Linked DNA regions of Sus scrofa: region 2 is linked to region 1. The links are chromatin contacts, called in public HiChIP or PLAC-seq maps. All regions are on one chromosome and are shown on one strand. The core of a region is the stretch at or near the end of the contact, and the rest is flanking DNA. Distances in the headings are between cores, read along the strand shown. Region 1 has its middle 170 kb from the start of MINPP1. Region 2 overlaps SGMS1 (sphingomyelin synthase 1).

Evidence for each region. HiChIP or PLAC-seq counts read pairs in DNA pulled down with a chosen protein or histone mark.
Region 2: a contact with region 1 is called in an H3K27ac HiChIP or PLAC-seq map of alveolar macrophages. The contact joins two enhancer-like sites. A contact is called at or near these places in 1 of 47 Hi-C or Micro-C datasets (heart right ventricle) and 1 of 2 datasets of contacts at active chromatin or transcription factors (alveolar macrophages).

The regions. Positions count from the first base shown.
Region 1 is chr14:99,399,122-99,402,537 of Sscrofa11.1, forward strand. It overlaps a transcript of SGMS1 not described here. Among named protein-coding and RNA genes, the nearest start is that of MINPP1, 170 kb to the right of the region's middle. Within about 2 kb of position 1,935, at least 31 of the 83 cell types and tissues checked have an H3K27ac peak or open chromatin away from gene starts, as enhancers often do. A contact at or near this core is called in alveolar macrophages, where this site is marked.
Region 2 is chr14:99,156,781-99,160,008 of Sscrofa11.1, forward strand. All of the region lies in intron 3 of SGMS1 (sphingomyelin synthase 1), which reads right to left. Among named protein-coding and RNA genes, the nearest start is that of ASAH2, 17 kb to the left of the region's middle. Within about 2 kb of position 1,796, at least 12 of the 83 cell types and tissues checked have an H3K27ac peak or open chromatin away from gene starts, as enhancers often do. A contact at or near this core is called in alveolar macrophages, where this site is marked.

The DNA.
Region 1 (3,416 bases), core at 685-3,184:
AGCAGCCTCTGCTCCCGTTATAAGGGGCACAGAGTCCTCCATGTGTCACAGGGCCCAGCCTCTGCTACTTAATATCAAACCCACTTCACAAATGTACTGTCCCAAGAGGCACTATAGATTCTTATTTTAACTACATCATAAAGTGGGCTTTTAAAAAAAATAGACACACACACACTTAATTCAAATGCTTCAAAACTTCCTTTCTTTACCAGGAAAAAGATGGAAGAAAAAAATATTTTTCCCCCTTCAATCAAACATTCTCTGGATTTTAGGCATTCTCGTTGTGGCTCAGCAGGTTATGAACCTGACATAGAGTCCATGAAGATGCAGGTTTGATCCCTGGCCTTGCTCAGTGAGTTAAAGATCTAGGAGTGCCACAAGCTGCGGTGTAGGTCACAGATGTGGCTTGGATCTGGTATTGCTGTGGCTGTGGTGTAGGCCAGCAGCTGCAGTTCCAATTCAACCCCTAGCCTGGGAACCTCCAGATGCTGCAGATGCGGCCTTAAAACAAACGAACAAACAAAACCTGGATTTTAAGACTTTCCAGAAATACTAATTTACAAAGCATTGTATCTCTTATTGCATCACATTTTATACTTAAATGTTTATTTTCAGGAAATGATTATGTGTTCTGCCTCCCGATTTTATTCATATGCCACCCTTCAGGTATGGGAAAGGGTTTAGGAACATTTGTCTAGTTCAGTAGGAAAGGAAAAAAAAAAAAGCAGATGGGGTGTGAACCTCATGATTTTTTAAACGCTCTTGCCCAGATCATATTTCTGTAATATATCAAACATCCCATTTTTATGAGCAAAAAGCATTCAGGGCTACAAGAGCAATATTTTTAAACAGGTAGAGATACATATTTCTATTTCTTCCAAAATCCTTTCCCTCCCATTAAAGGAGACAGATAAAATTTTTCAACCCTTTTGTTCTTACATAGCACCAAAAAGAGCTATTCAAGGTCTCTGACTCAAGGATGCTTGGTGAGTGCTTGAACGCTTGAATGAAGAAAGGAATGAAAGAATAAAGGAAGGAACAAACGCAGGAAAGAGGAGAATAACATTATTTTTGAGCCAAAAGGAACCCTGAGGATCTCCTGCTGTCTCCTTCAAGGTTTCCAGCCGGCTAAATCCCCTTCCTTTACTCCAAGCCCACACCAGCTGAGCTCCCATTCATCTATCCCATTCATAATTCCTAGCCTACTTCTATCCCATTCATAATTCCTAGCCTCATTTTCCCAAACCTTTACTAAGAGTAAAGGTTGGTTTAAAAAACCCCACGTACTGGAGTTCCCGTCGTGGCTCAGAGGTTAATGAATCCGACCAGGAACCATGAGGTTGTGGGTTCGATCCCTGACCTTGCTCAGTGGGTTAAGGATCTGGCGTTGCTGTGAGCTGTGGTGTAGGTTGCAGATGCGGCTCGGATCCTGCGTTGCTGTGGCTCTGGTGTAGGCTGGGGGCTATGGCTCTGATTAGACTCCTAGCCTGGGAACCTCCATATGCCGAGGGGAGCAGCTCAAGAAAAGGCAAAAAGACCAAAAAAAAAAAAAAAAAAAAAAAAAAACCCACACACAAATAGGTTTATGTTCCTGCGATACTTTTCCCCTACATAAAAGGGGAAATAATCTACAATGTACTGAGGTGGTATTTCTTTGTTCCAAAGACGTGGGGGCTATACGTGCTGCCTGGGACGCCCACAGATGTAATAAATGGTGTAGACTGCAAGCTTGTTTGGTGGGGTAGGGGGATGAACGGTAAGGACGCCAGGGAATGGGGGCAACGTGACAGAGGAGAAAGAAAACAGATTTTTGGAGAGGGGAAGTTTTTTCCTAGCTCGAAGGCAACAAAACATGGTACTTAAAAGTGTACACTTTAGAGGCCAATGGATCTGGAGGCAACGCTGACTCAGCCACTATTACGCAACCTGGGCTGAACCTCCCAGAGGCTTCCTGTTCCCTCCAAACAAGCTAGGGTGATCCCCAACGCAGGAGGTTGCTGTGACAAGGCTTCCAGATGGCATCTGGCACCTAGTGTGCCCCAATGACAACAATGGTGACTAATCTTCTCCATGGCCCTTTTGCAAGGTCTTTTGCTGACCTTCTAGGAATGCCTGGGTACACTGATTAAAACAGTTTTGTACTGGCAAAGCCCTGCAAACCATGTACCTTCCAAGGGAAAGATGCCATGAAAACTAACGGAAAACTTTTCTAGGCTTCCTGGCTTCTCATTCCAAGGAGGAAGTTTGGGGGAAAATGGAAGGTATTGTTTTCATAATCTTTACTATTTGAACCAGGCTTCCTCACTTGCCAAAGAAGTCTCATGAGAAACAGCTCAGATTCTTGGTTCCTCAACAGCAAGGGCAGTAAAGGACTAGAGCTCAATTTCATAAAAATCACAGAGCAGAACAGAAACCCTTTTCTACTAAATCTGCTATTAAGCCTCAGGTTAATTTTGCCACCGTTATTCCTTGTGGGCCTCAACTATTCTGAATTTATATATTTTTTCATAATACTGAAAAATATCAGCATAATCTGGACCCTTATAAGTATAGCTAATACCCCATATCACATATGAAATTCAACTCCAAAGTAAGAATTAAGACTTCGTGAGTAATATGAGAGATACATTCAAGGTTTATGTGCTACTGCACTATAACTACAGTCCCCTATTAAGGTTCTAATCACATCATATAGTGGGCCCTTTAATTCTCTGCTATTTCAAAAAAAGGTAAAAGAAATTGCTTCTGCCCACTATCTTTCCGCACAATCTAAATGATAAAACAGCCTGCCTCTGACAAGAATTTTATCAAGTCCAGGAGTTCCTATTATGGCTCAAGAAGTTAAAGACCTGACATCTTCTCCGTGAGGGTGTGGGTTTGATCCCTAGCCTCACTCAGTGGGTTAAGATCCGGTGTTTCCTCGAGCTGCAGCATAGGTTACAGATGCAGCTAGGATCCAGTGTGGCTGTGGCATGGGCGTCACCTGCAGCTCAGGCCTCAACTGCAGCTCTGATCTGACCCCCAGCCTGGGACCTTCCATATGCCACAGATGTGGCCATAAAAGGAGGGGGGAGGATTTTATCAAGTCCAACAGTAAACACTAGTTATCTCTTGTTGCCCAAGGATCAAATTACTAACCAAAAGTAAAAAAAAAAAAAAAAAAAAAAAATTCAACAGCAACAACCAGCTAATAAATTGTCTGTTTTATAAACAAATTCCTTTGCCCTTAGTGGAGGGAAAAGTAAACTCTAAAAAATTAAAACATTAAGAATCACAGCTTTATAAGGTCACTTTACCAATTCCCAGGCAGCCTATGTTCCCTGCCCCAGAGAAATGTCATGTCCATTTTAATAGTTAAGACTTTAAGAGAACATGGTGAACATTAACGAAAGGCAAAAGCTTAAGAGTCAGAAGAA
Region 2 (3,228 bases), core at 546-3,045, 240 kb before region 1:
TGTGTAGCCAAACCACTCTAAGTCTCAACTTCCTTATCATCAACTTAGGCAGCAAAATCCTCTGTAAAAATAATCGTCAATATTGAGCAGCAATCCAAACAGCCATTACCTGTGTGACTCAGTGCTTAACTGCTTCTAGGCATCTACTTCCAAGGAGTGACCTTGAATACGAAGAAAAGCTTTATGCACAACATTATTTATAAGAGCGACAAAGTGGAAACCCACATGGGAACTGTTAAATAACTATTCCCGTGCTATTCAGAACCTGGGCCAGGGAAGTATTAGCAACACCAGGAGATGGCTGTGATTACAGGCATGCCTTGGCTATTACAGGTACGTTCCCAACCACTGCAGTAAAGTGATTATCCCAATAAAGTCAGTCACACAAAATTTCTGGCTTCCCAGTGCATTTCATATAAACGTCGTTACACTACACTGTAGTCTATTAAGTGTAAAAAAAGTGTACATGACTTTATTAAAGTACTTTATTGCTTGGAGTTCCCATCATGGCTCAGTGGTTAACAAACCCGACTAGTATTCATGAGGACGCAGTTTGATCCTTGGCCTTGCTCGGGGGGGTTAAAGATCTGGCATTGCCGTGAGCTGTGGTGTAGGTCACAGACATGGCTCAGATCCAGAGTTGCTGTGGCTGTGGTGCAGGCCAGCAGCTACAGCTCTGATTGGACCCTTAGCCTGGGAACCTCCAGAAGCCAGGGGTGCAGCCCTAAAAGAAAAAGAAAAAGAAACGAAGGTTAAATACCACAAGATTACACAATAAATAGAATAATAGGAAAATTTTAAAAATGATGAGAATTACCAAAATGTGACACAGATATGAAGTGAGCAAGTGATGGAGAAAACTGCTACTGATAGATTTGTTCAACCCAGAGTCAGCATGAACCTTCAATTTCTAAAAAATGCAGTATTTGTGAAGGGTCACAAAGTGAAGCTCAATAAAACAAAGTGTGCCTGTACCCTCTCAAGACCCACTGAACCAGAATCTGAGGTGATTCAAAGGCACTGAACTACACTATAATTGCTTAATAAATTATTAAAAAAAATAAACAAACAATGCTATGTAGTAAATTTATATTATAAATATCTTCTACTAAGAGGAAAAAACAAAACAAAATGTTTGGTATAATCATAGCTACTTAAAAAAACACGCACAGGAGTTCCCGTCGTGGCTTAGCAGAAACAAATCTGACTAGTATCCAGGAGGTTGGATCCCTGGCCTCGCTTAATGGGTTAAGAATCCGGTGCTGCCATGAGCAGAGGTGTAGGCCAGCAGCTGCAGCTCTGATTCGAACCTTAGCCTGGGAATTTCCATATGCCACAGGGTGTGGCCCTAAAAAGACCAAAAACATAATAAAGCACAGAAAAAGTCTAGAATATGCACACTACATGTTAACATGGGTTGAATGGAAATTGGTAGGAGTTCTCCTAGTCTGTCCCAAGGGAACGTGTGCTCCTGCTCGTGGGGCTAGAAAGAGAGGGATTCTCTTGGAGTTCTATAGTTCTGAGATTTGGGTGACCTTTGAGTATGGGCAGGAGAGAGGGGAGGAAAGAGGACGAGAGTAAGAAATGGGAGGAGGAAGGAGGGAGGAGGGGAAGGAGGAGGGTGGAGGTGGGGGAGGAGAAGAGAGGAGGGAAGAAGGGGAAGGAGCCCTGGGAAGGAGGAGGGGAGGGGAGGGGGAGGAAGAGCCGAAGGGAGAGGGACAAGGGATGAGGAGGGGGAGGAGGGAGAGGGAGGCGGGAGGAAGAAGAAACAGCAGGAGCAACAGAGCAGCAAAAACAGGAAACTCCCAGCTGGATTGTTCATACTTCTCATTTCTCATTTTAGCTTCCTTCCCCACTCTGTCTGTTACCATTTCCCAGTATCTTCAAAGAGCAGCTCCAGACACTGTGCCTGTGTTCTGTCTGGGTGGCATCCAGTGCGAGGGTAGGAAGATAGAGTGCGCTCACGCCATCATATCTGGAGCTGTAACCTCCCCATCGGTAGGCTTTTGAGGGTTCATTTTGAAAGCAGAGTTATTTGGGGGGAATTCACACAAACGCTTTCTCAATGGGCACTACAAAGCTGTGACGAGGTCTTGTATTTACACCATTCTGAATTATGGTCTCCTAGGGTCACAGAAAAATTACTCTTCGGTAAAAACAAAGCAATTTTTTTTTTCAACTTCTAATGAATGTTCAAGAAATTAAACATCACTTAAGCAACATAAGACAAAACAAGAAACTGAGAGCAGAAGGCAGCATGAGAGGCTTCTGAATGAAACAGATTGCTCCAGAACCGTTCAAATCGGTGCGACTTTGCTTACTAAAAAACAGGTTCCCTGAGGACATTTTCAATGCTGAGTGACTCAATGCTCTGATGATGGTCTGCTCATCACCACTCAGTTTGCAGGAGGGCTCATGCACTTGCCTTTTCTCTTAACCACATTTGAAACTCGGGGATCTTCCCTGTGCTTCACTCCCTATTGGCAGGGCAGGGGAAACCTGGAACCCACACTCACCAAATAATGCTACACGGATCACTGGCTTTGGTGTAACTCTGACAAAGGGTTGAAAGTGTGTGCTAAAGGGTAGAAATGCTATTTGACATAATCCTCACCTCTTACCCATGCTTCATCCTACAGCAGCCCTGAAAAATCAATAAGGCAGGCCTTCACTCTGTCCTGGGTCCCCAGGCTATTCAGTTTTGGAGCTGGAATGGGTTCCAAGTCCTCTGATTGCACACAGCTTATCTGCAAAACTGTAGGCTCCTGTACACTGACAGTGCCTTCCGAGCCTGCATGAACCAGGAACCAGATCGGTATTTAGTAACCTTTCCTTGAGCAGTCTAGGTTCCTTATGAAGGTAATGTCATGCCATCATGCCCCATTCCAACCACCACGGTCAGGTGTCCCCTAAAGTCCTCCCTTGTCCACTCATTCATTCATATCGTTCATTCAGTGAACTGACCTACTACTACCTGGCCAGAGCAAGTACTTCTTGTCTTGTTCCTTATGAATTCTTCCTCAGATGGTAATCACTTCACTCTTGGGAGGATACAGTTTCATCCACAGTTATTATACCATCTCAACTGATGTGAAGTAGGGAGAATTCCCTAAGCACACCCTCCTAGAACTTACATCAATACAACTTGAAAAACACTTTTCCCTCCACTAAGCTCTGAAAGATTTGGCTCTCTACACCTCTCCATGATCCAACGAATCCATCAATTCC